2 separate regions of the Bombyx mori genome follow, and region 2 is linked to region 1. The links are chromatin contacts, called in public Hi-C maps. All regions are on one chromosome and are shown on one strand. Each heading gives the region's core, a stretch centred on a gene start, on an enhancer-like site or on the middle of the called end of the contact. The rest is flanking DNA. Distances are from core to core; before and after follow the strand shown. Region 1 overlaps LOC101742436. Region 2 holds the start of LOC101742436.

Region 1 (7,008 bases), core at 2,021-4,520:
TGATGCATTTTGTTTCATATGTGGTCGACATGGAGTTAATAAGTACCTACAACTTGGAATAGTAACTCTATGGTGGTCAATTTATTAAAGTTCAAAAGCAAACTGTTTCATGCCATGTATTTTTTTTTCGTCTAATTACGATCTAAAATATCGAAATTTTATGCTTTGCAATCAAAGTCAATTTTGGTGTTGACCCATGTTATCGAAGCGATTAACGCCATCTATCTTAAGCTGTTGGTATTAAACACATTGTAAAACTTGTGGTGCTGATAACTCTACAATACTTCACGTTAATCAATCACGAATTAACGAGGCCTGGTAGAAAAAGAAAAGCGTGCATAGACAAAAACATATATGTACCTACCTAAATAAAAAGGCATCTTTAAATTAATATGTGAAGCTAAAACTTTGTACGCTTTTTTACGAAAATGGCGCGGACGGAGGAATATGAAATTTCTCACACTTTTAAAGAATAAACTAGATAATAAGGAACATAGAAAATAAAGAATAATAGAGAAGAAGTGCAGAATGCTAATATGTATTTTTTTTTTTAAATTACTCATAAAAATACATTAAATCATTAAAAAACATTACCATATATTTGCCACACACACGCATAAATTATACTCTTTTGTTTATTGCTTAAAGTCTGTGGTCAAATTGAGAATAGATTAGTATTATTTGTATATAGTGTAGTCTTGGCGAAATTTGTGATTATAGAAGCTTAATAAGTCTTTAACAATAGAATCATAATAGTGTACAAACTTATAATTTCAATTAATTATAGTCGAATTTCGACTACCGGGCGACCACTACTTGGGTTAAATATTCCAACTCAGAAATATGTTTAGTTTTTTTAATTTATTGCTTAGATGGGTGGACGAGCTTACAGCCCACCTGGTGTTATGTGGTTACTTGATCCCATAGAGATCGACAACGTAAATGCGCCACCCACCTTGAGATATAAGTTCTAGGGTCTCAGTATAGCTACAACGGCTGCCCCACCCTTCGAACCGAAGCGCATTACTCACGGCAGAAATAAGCAGGGCGGTGGTACCGTGCGGACTCACAAGAGGTCCTACCACCAGTAAAGTGATATCTCTGTTCTTTGCGTAGGTAAAGAAGTTCAGAAACGATGGCGCTCTATCCGGGACTCGTACACGAAGACTTACAGACAAGGAAAGTGTCTGCCGGACCAGTGCGCTCCGAACAGCAAAAGATATCAGTACCACAGGCAGATGTCGTTTCTATTGAGGGCGCTACAGAACAAGTAAGTGCTCGGGTCGTACTACTCTCGTTTGGTATTCGCGTTAAGAGCCCACGGCCCACCTGGTTTAAGGGGTTACCGGAGCCCATAGACATCTACAACGTAAATGCCGCCACCCATTTCTGCCGTGAAGCAGTAATGCGTTTCGGTTCGAAGGGCGAGGCAGCCGGTGTAGCTATCTATACTGACGCCTTAGAACTTATATCTCAAGGTGGTTGGCGCATTTGCGTTGTAGATATCAATAGGCTTCAGTAACCACTTAACACCAGGTGGGCTCTGAGCTCCTCCACCTATCTAAGCACTAAAAAATCGTATCGTTTCTTACGCTTTGCCATCTTTCAATTCAACCTGATTTGTTTCTGCGCTTTTATACGCCAGACACCACGACCCTTGGTTGGTACCAGCAGTCGAAGGTTTCGAAGTCTCTGAAAGCCGTATTACTACAATGAAACGTAAAGACCTCATCTCAAAACCGGTGCTTTTTTCCCCCTACCTATGCTGATAGCATTGAGAGGCTATATCAGCGTCGCCCTCACGTGTAGGTGAGCTCACGGAGCTCAAACCGGAGTGTTGCTAACACCGGCCCTAGCAAGAGCAGTGCCTCGCAGAATCTACCGCCGGATCGGAAACGCGACTCATTGAGAAAATCCGGCGAGAAACTCAGTGGGCTCTGTCTGTGGGTTAAACCGGTGCGATAATCACGTAATAATATCAATGAGAGTTGAACAGGAGCTATTTTCGTTCCCAGAAAGCCAAGGTACTCCCAGGACAAATACGAGTCATTCTCCGAAGTGTCCAACTCGCCGCAACACGCTCCGCCCGAGGACGTCATCCCCAAGATCAAAACCGAGGTCATCGATAAACCGCTCGACCTAAAAACCAAAGCGGAGGTCACCGATAGACCGGACACCGTGGACAAATGCAACCAAACCGTCATAGACAAGAACCCGTCGTTGGAGATCAAGATCGACGCTAACTCAATCTTGCCCGACGACCACTTCGACGACGACAAACTCTTCATGAACTCCCTGATACCGTTGTTCAAGAAGATGAGCGACGACACCAGACTCCTGTGCAGGATCGAGGTGCTGAAGATCATACGATACGCCTTGCAAGGGCACAAGTGCTTCGAAGCTCTGAAGGTGGCCGAAGACAGCTTCTTCAGAGACAGAATGAGCGGGATCCTGGCAAAGCAGGAGGTGGACGTGGCGACGTCGAAGGGCGCGGAAACTAGGCTGTCGATGACGACGCGTTCGGCTGATGGCAGCAGACCAGTTAGGAAACGGAGGGTGGGTCCTTAAAACTAAGATTTATATTTGAAGGAGTTTAGATTTCACCCGGTGTTAAGTGGTTATCGGAGCCCCCAAACATTCCATCGTAAATTTCTTACCTTAAGACGAGATTACAAGTCATAATTGTGTCATGTACCCATTGCCTTCATATTGGAAGGCATGACTGCTTTGCAGCATAAATAAGCAAGGTGGCGGTATCTGTATATTATATCCAATTTTTTTTTATTGCTTAGGTGGGTGGACGAGGTCACAGCCCACCTGGTGTAAAGTGGTTGTTGGAGTCCATAGACATCTACAACGTAAATACCGCCATATACCTTGAGATATGAGTTCTAAAGTCTGAGTATAGTTACAACGGCTGCCTCGCCCTTCAAACCGAAACGCATTACTGCTTCACGGCCGAGATAGGCAGGGCGGTGGTGCCTACCCGCGCGGACTCTCAACACGTCCTACCACCAGTATCTGTACGTTGTCTTAATCATTTGTCGTTTTCAAATTCTAGACGCGGTCGCCATCGCCGCTTCCAGTTACCACCAAGAGACGTGGGCCAGGACGTCCGAGGAAGGTGAGCGCTTTGGACTTACAGATTTGTTGCGGAAACGTATAAGTCGTCGGTATCTGACTGGACTCGGTCCCCTGGATGATGTGTGTGGAGACCGTTGATGCTGTCCTAGTGTGCGGCGGGCGTCCTAACAGCACTGGGTCCTAACACGATCTGATCCCGGGACAGGTCGAAGATCATACACAATAGGCGATCTTGTAACTGCGTGCGATATTTCCTAGACAATCGCCGAACAAAACCCCCGTGGTTCGTCAGGAACGTCGACCTTCACGACGACCTGGACCTAGAGCCCATCAGTAAGTATCTACAGTCGGCATCAATGCGTCATTTCGATAAAGCGGCACGACACGAGAACCCTCTCATCGTGGCCGCCGGTAACTACATTCCTGATCCTACGGACGTCATTTCGGATCCTCCCGATCCATTAACGGTGCTTTTAGGTAGCTCAAGCCTCGAGCCGGTCATCGTCCTCGTCGAACCTGTCACTTGCGACGAAGGACTCGACGAGTAAATTAACCCAACAGACACAGCCCACCGAGTTTCTCGCCGGATCTTCTCAGTGGGTTGCGTTTCCGATCCGGTGGTAGATACTGGGAAGCACGGCTCTCGCTAGGGTCAGTGTTAGCAACGTCGTCAGGTTTGAGCCCCGTGAGCTCACCTACTAGCCCGGCGACGCTGACATAGTCTCTGTAGATCATTAGCTTAGGTAGGAAAAAAACCCAACAAAACAAGATATTTCGAGATGAGTAGGCGATGCAAGCTTTTCGCAAGCTTTCCGTGCGTTCGATTCAAACGTTCATGTGATGAATAGATTTGTTTGGCTCTCAGTCTGTGTGTTTATTATCTTATATATTATGCATATATTTAAACGTGTATACGTTTGTATATCATTTTTACTGGTGGTAGGACCTCTTGTGAGTCCGCACGGGTAGGTACCACCGCCCCGCCTATTTCTGCCGTGAAGCAGTAATGCGTTTCGGTTTGAAGGGCGGGGCAGCCGTTGTAACTATACTGAGACCTTAGAACTCATATCTCAAGGTGTGTGGCGCATTTACGTTGTAGATGTCTATGGGTTCCAGTAATCACTTAACACCAGGTTGGCTGTGAGCTAGTCCACACATCTAGGTAATAAAAAAAAAACAATCTCCGATTCCGGTAGATACCTTTTTAGGGGCCAGGTTACCGCGTGTGACTTGACCGACCCCCTCCTTATTTTTATTGTTATTTTTAAAATTCCACCATAATCCCATAAGTTCAACCGGCAGTAGGACTTGCTGGAGACACACGCACACCTGGGAGTCCTCATTCTCTCACGTATGCATTTCGCGCTGATGTCACATTATAAAGAAACCCGAGCGATCGTATTACCGATTACCCGTAATCGTAATGCAGTTACCCGGTGTATAATATTTCGCTGCCTCCGTAAACAGTCCGCCGTGTATTCGTTCTTTAGGAAACTTACATTGTCAACTATACATCCATATAGTAAATTGAAAAGGATTATATTTGAAAAGCTTTTGACGGAACACGCGAGTTTATACATTTAGTGAAAGTAAAAAACTTTATTGAAATCACATAATGACTTAAAATTAACATGAAAGGAAAAGTACTTATACATACTACAAATACGTCCTTAAGTTATCTTAGAAAAAAAAAAACGTTATTTAAAATTGCATTTATATCATTCGTAATTGAAATATTAAAGGTGGTCAAAATTAGCGAAGTTTGATCTTCTCAGTGGGTCGTGATATCGATCCGGTAATAGATATATTCAGATGCCAGGTCCTGGTGAAGCTGGAAAGGCCTCCGTGCCATAAGTAATCCCTCATTACTTCAAAACGGCCGTCTGGTGTAGTGGTAAGTGACATGGTCACTACACAAGGGGGTCGCGGGTTCGAATCCCGCCAAGGGAAGATATTTGTATGATAAATATAAAATGTCTTTTCCAGGGTTATGGATGTATATTAAATATATGTATGTGTATAATAAAAATCTTACATTTATATTTGTTATCTGGTACCTGTAACACAAGTTCTTTACGAACTTAGCACGGGACCAGTTAACGTGGCGTGATTGTTAGTAAATATTTATTTATTCCTAAAAGAAAAAACTAGCATTCAAGTTAGATTGCCAGTAAAAACCTTTTTTGTTTATTCATTACTATATACCTCTATACTAATATATTAATCTACAGTGGTTTTTAGGGATGTTCCGTTATACCTAACTACTGAACCATGCATCCGATTGACTTGAAACTTGGTATCCATGTAGAAAATACATGTACTTAATGGATAGGCTAATATTTATATAAGTGTTGGACTCCCTAATAATAATGACAATGAATATTAATGTTAATTTTAAATGCCCAGCGAAGCTAGTGAGTACGGCTAGTCTATACCTACTAATATTATAAGGAGGAAAGATTTGTTTTTTTGTTTGTATTGAATAGACTCCGAAACTACTGAACCGATTTGAAAAAAATGTTACTGTTTGGAAGCTACACTATTCCCGGCTAATTTTTTGAAAAAAATTAGCGATCCTTACTAAAACTCCAATAATGTAACCCAAGGTGTAAAAAAATTACCTAAAATATTCTTTACATCGCGTGCCCTGCGAAAACTATTGATGATAGAATAAAATAATGTACTACGACTTTGTAGAACACATTATTATTTACAAAAAACTATTATAGCTATACCGCAATAAGTGCTCTTTTATTTAAAAAAATAAAACAACGTCAAATATTGTTGAGATTTTTGTTAAAGACCCGAGCGAAGCCAGAGCGGGCCGCTAGTAGTATATAAAACGCAAAGCCACTTTGACTTGAATCAAAGAAAAAAATCTACAGTTTTTTTTTTAATAATCTTAGTTTATTTAATTGTCAGATCCGCCCACCGCCGTCGGACTCTGACGAAGAGCAGCTCTCGAGGAAGCAGTGCCCCAAGCTGAAGGTGTCTCCCGTGGAGGTGCCGCGGATGTCGGAGATGGACGAGTCCCTCATACAGGTGACCAGTGTCGCGCAGATGTCCACGCCATTGTTTATGAAGGTACACCGATCCCTCTATAAAGATTTTTTTTTACCTACCTTAACTTTGAGAGGATATTTCAGCGTAACCTTAACTAGTAGGTGAGCTCACGGGGCTCAAATCTGACGACGTTGCTAGCACTGGGCCTAGCGAGAGCAGTGCTTCGCAGAATCTACCACCGGATCGGAAACACGACCCACTGAGAAGATCCAGCGAGAAACTCAGTGGGCAGTGTCTGTGGGTTAATTTAGAGTTTACAACTCACCATCAGATGGACCGTGTACTTGTCTGCTTACAAGGGCAAAAAAAAAAATTTTTGTTTTACTATTCTTGCTGTCTGAATAAATTTGTGAGTTATTTTTTTTATAGTGGCAACATTTTGCTTGTCACTTGCTGTCAACGATCAAACCTGTCAATGTCAAGTCAAAGTTGACGTAGTCAAGAAAAAAAGATTGGTTAAAATGGTTAAGCGTTGAAAGGACAATGCCCAAAAGTGGGCCAACTTTATGTCATAACTATTTGTACTTGAAAAACTATGCCTTATTTTTTCACGTTGTTTAGTTTCTGTATTAACATTTCTTTCAACCTGGCATTGTTTTCCAAAAAAATAAATTACTTAATTGATAACATCCCAAAACTATCCATGCCATAGTTTTTTAATTCGCCAATAGGCAAAGGGCTTATCCCATACAGCCTTATAGCAAACTTATATGCTGTCAAACGAAAGAGTTGTTTGTGACTTGAACAACAAATTAAAAAACAAATAGCTAATGCTTATAATTCACAGGCTTCTTAGTTTATTTTTGTTCAATTCTATATTTATTGTAATAATAATTATTACTTAAAACCATGAATTATTTA
Region 2 (7,008 bases), core at 1,808-4,307, 40 kb before region 1:
TTTGGTGGTGGTATATACCGTGCAGTCCATACCACCCATGTAACAAAACACTATGGAGGAAAGTCACATGTGGTCACAATTCTCAGCAGTTAGGGAACAATGAAGAAGAAAAATAGTAAATACTGAAGATGCAATGAAACTACATCCAATCTGTTATGTCAAAGTAAATTAGAATTACAATTATAATGTTGCCAGGAAAAACCTCAACAACAATTTTCTTACCGTAACTCATAATTAAGAACCATGTACAAGGCAGGGGATGGTTCGCGTTGTATCGCATGTAGAGATATGCTTGGATAGAGTAGATTGATGGTCGGAGCTGGATTGCCTGATGGACTAACGCCTCCGCCCCATATGACGTTGCTGTAAGCACAAAATTTATTAGAGATAATTCCCTTTTTTTATTACCCTTATAGTCAGACGAGCATACAGCCCACCTGATGGTGAGTGGTTACCGTCGCTCATCGACTTTAGCAATGCCAGGGGCAGAGCCAAGCCACTGCCTATCGTTAAAATCATTTATCGGGGAACTCACAGTTATATGAATAATATAAAAATAAGATTAAAATTTAAAAAGGTTTTTAAAGTTAAAGTTTTCTCTGTCCCCTATATCGGTCTGTCCCTATGTATGCTTAAGTCTTTAAAACTACTCAACGGATTTTGATGTGGTTTTTTTTAATAAAATAGTGATTGAAGAGGAAGGTTTTTGTGTATAATAACATCCATTAAATAGTGAAGAAATCAATAATAAATAACAGTTTCCGAAGCGAACCAAGGACGAGTCGCTAGTAATTAATAAAACATAATACTTAATAGCATGAAGCAGTAATATGTTTCAGTTTGAAGGGTGGGGCAGTCTTTCTAACTATACTGAGACCTTAGAACTCATATCTCAGGATGGGTGGCGGCATTTACGTTGGAGATGTCCATGGGCTCCAGTAAGCACTAAACACTAAAAAAAAAAGCTAAGTACATACTTGATATTGTATATAAGAGTAGGTACATGTTTTTGTCCACTAGCCCTTGGTCTTGGCACAATACTATCGATTGTCACATACTATATTGATACATGCCATATTTTATTGAACAAACAATAACAAGTGCGCTTGTATCCAATTTTATTACGCAACAAAATGATAATTCGACCTTAGTTGACAACGATTGCAGTACATACATAAATACTTATTGTAGATTTTAATTAATTTCAGTAGGTTACTAATTGGAGCTAAACACAAGTTGATATAGGTCATATAAAATTCGATATTTTCAATTGTGGAAATACAAAAAAAAACTTACTTTTCAGTGATGTACAACGTAGCTGTGCCTAATTCTTGATCATTTATGAGAAGTTTTGTAGATGGAGACTGTAGCAACACACCATCGGCCGGCTCAGCAAAATTACTTGACACAACTACCATTGTTGTACTTCAGTATATTTAAAAGAATGAACACGAGAAAAGCGTTTAACTAATTTTTAATAAATGACTTCCAGTCTCTCGGCTTATTAGTTATGAGGAAAAATAAAAACAAAGCTTTCCAACAACCACGCTTCGGGAAGGAATTCACATTTCACAGATTAGTCTAACTATTAATAGTTAAAGGATTTTTTTAAGGGATTTTATGACCTGGTAACTAAGACTTTTAGGTCATGTCTTATTATAATTACAGGTCTACCAGGATCTGATGGCAAAAAGGGAAAAAAGAAATTGACACTAGCAATATTGGGGAAATTGGAGTAAAACGTTTTGATTATTAAAGCCTTGACAGCTGTTCTGTAGTTCGCGAAGTGAGGCTTGGCACAAGCACAATTGATGGGATAGATATTAAAGCTAAACACAATAGAGACATTGATATTTCTAGCCTGGCAGCACTTTCGTTGTGATAGCTATTCTCGACACGAGAACCTTCTCATCGTGGCCGACGGTAACTATAGGTCTACCAGAATCTGATAGCAAAAAAGGGAAAAAATAGCGATTTTACAACAAAAAAAATGACATCTGTTAAAACTGAAATTTCGAGGAATTCAAATTTCCTTTAAAATGTGGCGAAAATGTCGAAGAAACCTCTTCTATCGCAAGCAAGAAATATTGTTTTCAATGTGAATGATTCAAAGAATATTTGATGAACAAGGTGCAGAACAAATACAATCATCGATATTCAGCCATGTGCAAGCGTCGACTGGTTAGTAGGAATGACACGTCTTGATACTTTGGTTTATTGCATTTTCGTGTGTATTATGTATACTAAACTTTGGTTAATTTCAGGTGTTTCTAATACTACCATAAGACGAATTGTTGCTGAAAGCAGATCTAGCAGAGGCGTATTTAGTACAAAGGTAAAAAGAGGAAAGGTGGCAAAAATACTGCGCTTTCCTCGTCTTCCTCTTCCGATGAAGATATTTTTATGGATGTGCAGTATTTGGAACCATTTAATAAATTAATTAATAAATTCGTGAACAGAGTTTTCATCTAAATTTCGAACCCCACATTCGTCACAATAAGATTTTCAAAAATTATCCTTGATCATTGCATAAACTTTTATATTTGCATGTATCACACAATCAGCCACTATAAGAAAAAAAAAGTATCAAAACGTTTTACTCCAATTTCCTATATATTGCTAGCGTCAATTTCTTTTTTCCCTTTTTGCGATCAGATCCTGGTAGACCTATATTTATGTATATTCTTATTTTTATAAAAATGATAGAAATGAAATGAAATGAGGATGATTATTTGAGACATTAATCAACTGAGATGAAATTAAATGAAAGTGAGTTGCGATTATAATCTCAGTAAAATGGTGGTCATTTACTGAGATATTTTCAGTGGACTTTTTGGAGGATCATGAGAAGTTACGTCCAGAAGCTTTGTTTCATTTTCCCACATTTGTGCACTTTCACAGATATTAAATAGTTAAGAAACCATCGTTTTTACACATTTAAACCTGAGGAAACACTAAATAGACAAAATAAAACAAATCATTCAACTTCACTCCTCGCGCTCCCGCCAAAAAGTCCTCACTGTCATAGATAACACATAATCATAGATTATACACTTAATATTTGAGTTGAGGGCTTGAGGAATGCTCGCACAATAATATTGTACTTCAAAGATTTGAAACAATAAATCTAAATTAAACTTAAAAAAATGTTATTCGTGTATTCGTTGCAAATTGAAGACGAGGTAAACAGTCGGTCTACTAAACCTGTAAGTTATTAAAATATTATGCTGCTCATTAAGATTTAAAACAGCTAAGTATACCGGAAATGCACTTAATTTTTTTAAAAATTGTAACACGAATTATAGGTAACTGCCTAAATTATAAAATATATACCTATTATATATCCAATACCCCTTAGTCAGTTAAACTGTAATTTTACTTTTTAAAAATTAAGTACCGAAAACAATTTTTTCTGTATTTAACAAGTAATATTCTTGTAAATAATAAAACATGATTAACGGGTCCTCTATTTATTAGTTAATATATTTTTTTTATATCCATTCAAGCCCCGCACGAATTTGAAGAGGTAATGGCTCAATTCAAGTATGAATGCATCCTGATCTGTAAGGTATAAATAATATACAGTATATTGTAGTTTAAAACTTTCTAGTTATTTAGTTAGTGAGTTGTATTTTTGTATTTAGCTTATAGCTACTGAATTCATTTGATTGCTAGTCTGAAGTGCCTAGCTGAGTTTCTGGAGAAGCTGATATGGTATGCTTATAATATCTATGACACAGAACATAGAAAATTGTTGGACGTCTATTTGTTGAGAACTGCCTGTTTTTACTTGAAAAATACAGATAAAACATTGTCACTTTACACCACATCAACCCCAAAAACATATCCCAGGTGTACCATAAAATTTTAAAATGTAATTAGATTTTCGGTTATACGCTAAGAACATTGAAAATTTTTGAAATTGCTATCATTTATACACACATATACACATTGGGATCAAGGAGTTTTGTTAGAATATGAGGAATCAGCATTTCACAGTATCTCAATATGTTTAATACCATAAACCCCAAAAGACTTGAATGATTGTTTGTCTTTCTTTTTAACACTCATATTAAAAATAACACAAACTTCAGCTGGATAAGTAGAAAATGTGAGACTTACAATGAAAAATAAATAATATCATTTATTTATCTGAAAACCAATCATGACTTCCCAAAGCTCAGGTATGGGCTTACTTAATAAATTAAAATACACACAACAAGGACAGCTCGAGTGAACAAACTTGCTGTCTAGGCCTTGGTCATCGGAGCACATACATAAATAGACATTACCATAAGACATAAGATCGAAGTCAAATAGGAAAAAAGCTTGTTTGTTTATATTTAAATTCATTATTTATATAGTTTTTTTTTTTTTTTTTATTGCTTAGATGGGTGGACGAAGCTCACAGCCCTCCTGGTGCTAAGTGGTTACTGGAGCCCATAGACATCCACAACGTAAATAATAGCGCGCCCAAGCACCACCCACCGTGAGATATAAGTTCCAAGGTCTCAGTATAGTTACAACGGCGAGCCCACCCTTGAAACCGAAACGCATTGCTGCTTCACGGCAGAAATAGGCGGGGTGGTGGTATCTACCTGTGCGGACTCACAAGAGGTCCTACCACCAGTTATAACTTAACGCACTGTGCTCTTGAAAGATAACAGCTAATTGTCTCTCATCATTAGCTTGTGACATCTGCTTATAACCTAAGAAGGCGAGAGATTGAAGATTAATAATAGTCTTTGTTTAGTCTAAAAAAACCTAGTCTTTTGTAATAATCTTTGTCTGTAATCTCTGTCGTCTTAGTACATACAGACTTCAACTCTATTCAAAAGCCATATAAAGCATTTTTTAATTCACGAATTGTATTGTGCTTTAATATTTCAGAGGGAAAATCAATATATATTATTATGTATATTAAAAATTGTAATATTGTTGTTTGTTTCTTTTTAAGTATGTACCTAATGTTCTGAACTTGGAATGCTTCGAACGTCGCCATTTTTTCGCGGGCTTTTGACGACGTCAGAGCATCACATCATTATTTCATTCGGATTTTTTGTTTCGAAAACGAAGCGACTCGCAAGGGGTTCTACCACCAGTGGAAACCTACCACGGTTTCCTCAAAATTCATAAATTGTATCATATCCCCTTCATGACTTCGATCTTACATCTCAAGGTGGGTAGGAGCATTGTGATGTCCATGAGCTCGTCCACTCGTCTATACGCTAAACAAATGAAATAAAAATCTTTAAAGCGCAAAGCATTATTGTTTTTTGGTGAAAACATAATGGTATTATATCTTCTTGTTTCAAACAGCGGCTCTCAACCTTCGTGTTGCGACATGTCGGGGAGTGCCGACCTGGCGCCGAGTCTTGCTGGAAGGACTATTCTTGATTATTGAACATGGTGCTGTTAAGGTGCTTCACTACTTTCTCAAGAATGGTATCTTGATACACTTGTGCCGATGTTTTGATACCTTTTTCACAAAAGTATGGCTCAGTCACTTCTTCATAGCTAATACCCCACCAAACCACACTGAAATCGGATAGTGCCCACGTTGCACTCTGTCGACTAATTGGGAAGCTTCCTTAGAGCTTTGAGCATAAATACGGTCATTTTGTTTGTTAAAATGTTGCTTGATTGTAAAAATTTCTCATCCGTAAACAAAAATTTTCTATGACCTCCCTTTACGTACCGCTTCAGTAGTTGTTTCGATTTTACCACCCTATTCTCTTTTAAATTATCAGTTAAGAAATAACCAGTACGTCTTTTATAGGCTGCAAGTCCTAAGTCATCTTTTAAAATACGCGACATGGTTCTAGGTGCTATCTTCATCTCCCGAGATAAATTTTTTTGCTTTCGGACAGGATTTCTTCGAATTCTTTCCCTTACTGCTTTGACCACCTTTTTCGTACGAACACTACGTGGACGGCCACATCTTTTTCTGTCACAAACAGAGGAGGTCTCATTGCACCTATTAATAGTCCGGTCACTGGCCCCTGTCGAGTGTGGTGTGTGGTCAGAATTACAAATACGATTTTTTTTACCTACGACGACTTTCTTTTATGGGCTTAGATGGGTGGACGAGCTCACGGCCCACCTGGTGGCAAGTGTTTGCCGGAGCCTATAGAAATCTACAATGTAAATGCCGCCACCCACCTTGAGATATGAGTTCTAATGTCTCAGTTTTTAAAGTAAAACGACTGTCGCACCTTTCGAACCAAAATGCATTACGGTAAAAATAGGCAGGGTGGTGGTACTTACTCGTGCGTACTCACCAGACGTCCTACCATCAGTAATTACGCAAATTATAATTTTACGGGTTTGATTTTTATTACACGATGTCATTCCTTCACCGTGGAAGTCAATCGTGAATATTTGTTAAGTACATATTTCATTAGATAAAATTAGTACCCGCCTACGGGATTCGAACACCGGTGCATCGCTACATGTGAATGCACCGAATGTCTTATCCTTTGGGCGCAACGACTTGGAGAATTGCATATCTGAGGTACATATATGGTCAATATTCAGAGTGAAAGAGCGAGAATACACTTTATTGCACACCAAAACCAAACAAACAAAATTAACATTCAAAAACAGTCGCAACAGGCAATTTCACTGGTGGTAGGACCTCTTGTGAGTCCGCACGGGTAGGTACCACCTCCCTGCCTATTTCAGCCGTGAAGCAGTAATGCGTTACGGTTTCAAGGGGCAGCCGTTGTACTGTAAAAACTAAGACCTTAGAATTCATACCTCTATGGGCTCCGGTAACCACTTAACACCGGGTGGGCTGTGAGCTCGTCCACTCATCTAAGCAATAAAAAAAATATAATTGTACGATAGGCGGTCTTATTTATTATATTTTATTTATTTATTTATTTATCGCTCAAACATATCTCTTTCAGACAAACTTTTTAAGTACAGAAAATAGAAATTCTGAAAGAGATTCAGCAGCTATGATGCGGTGTATTATTATTAACAATATTTACAGTGGTCTATCAA

The links. A called contact is a pair of places that touch in the nucleus more often than the background predicts.
Region 2: a contact with region 1 is called in a Hi-C map of posterior silk gland, with 1.5 times the contacts expected there. The contact joins the promoter of LOC101742436 here to the enhancer-like site in region 1. A contact is called at or near these places in 4 of 7 Hi-C or Micro-C datasets (midgut, posterior silk gland and whole pupa).

What each region holds. Positions count from the first base shown.
Region 1 is chr24:7,830,308-7,837,315 of ASM3026992v2, reverse strand. It overlaps LOC101742436, which reads left to right. Exons shown (of 7, transcript XM_062675747.1): 3 at 1,117-1,270; 4 at 2,016-2,556; 5 at 3,062-3,124; 6 at 6,007-6,168. The coding sequence starts at 1,239. Among protein-coding and RNA genes, the nearest start is that of LOC101742289, 14 kb to the right of the region's middle. Within about 2 kb of position 3,270, at least 3 of the 8 cell types and tissues checked have open chromatin away from gene starts, as enhancers often do.
Region 2 is chr24:7,870,370-7,877,377 of ASM3026992v2, reverse strand. It overlaps LOC101742436, which reads left to right and starts at 3,057. Exons shown (of 7, transcript XM_062675747.1): 1 at 3,057-3,206; 2 at 3,507-3,526. It overlaps LOC101742580 (methylosome subunit pICln), which reads right to left and starts at 2,467. Exons shown (of 6, transcript XM_004923103.5): 1 at 1,297-2,467; 2 at 223-363. The coding sequence starts at 1,418.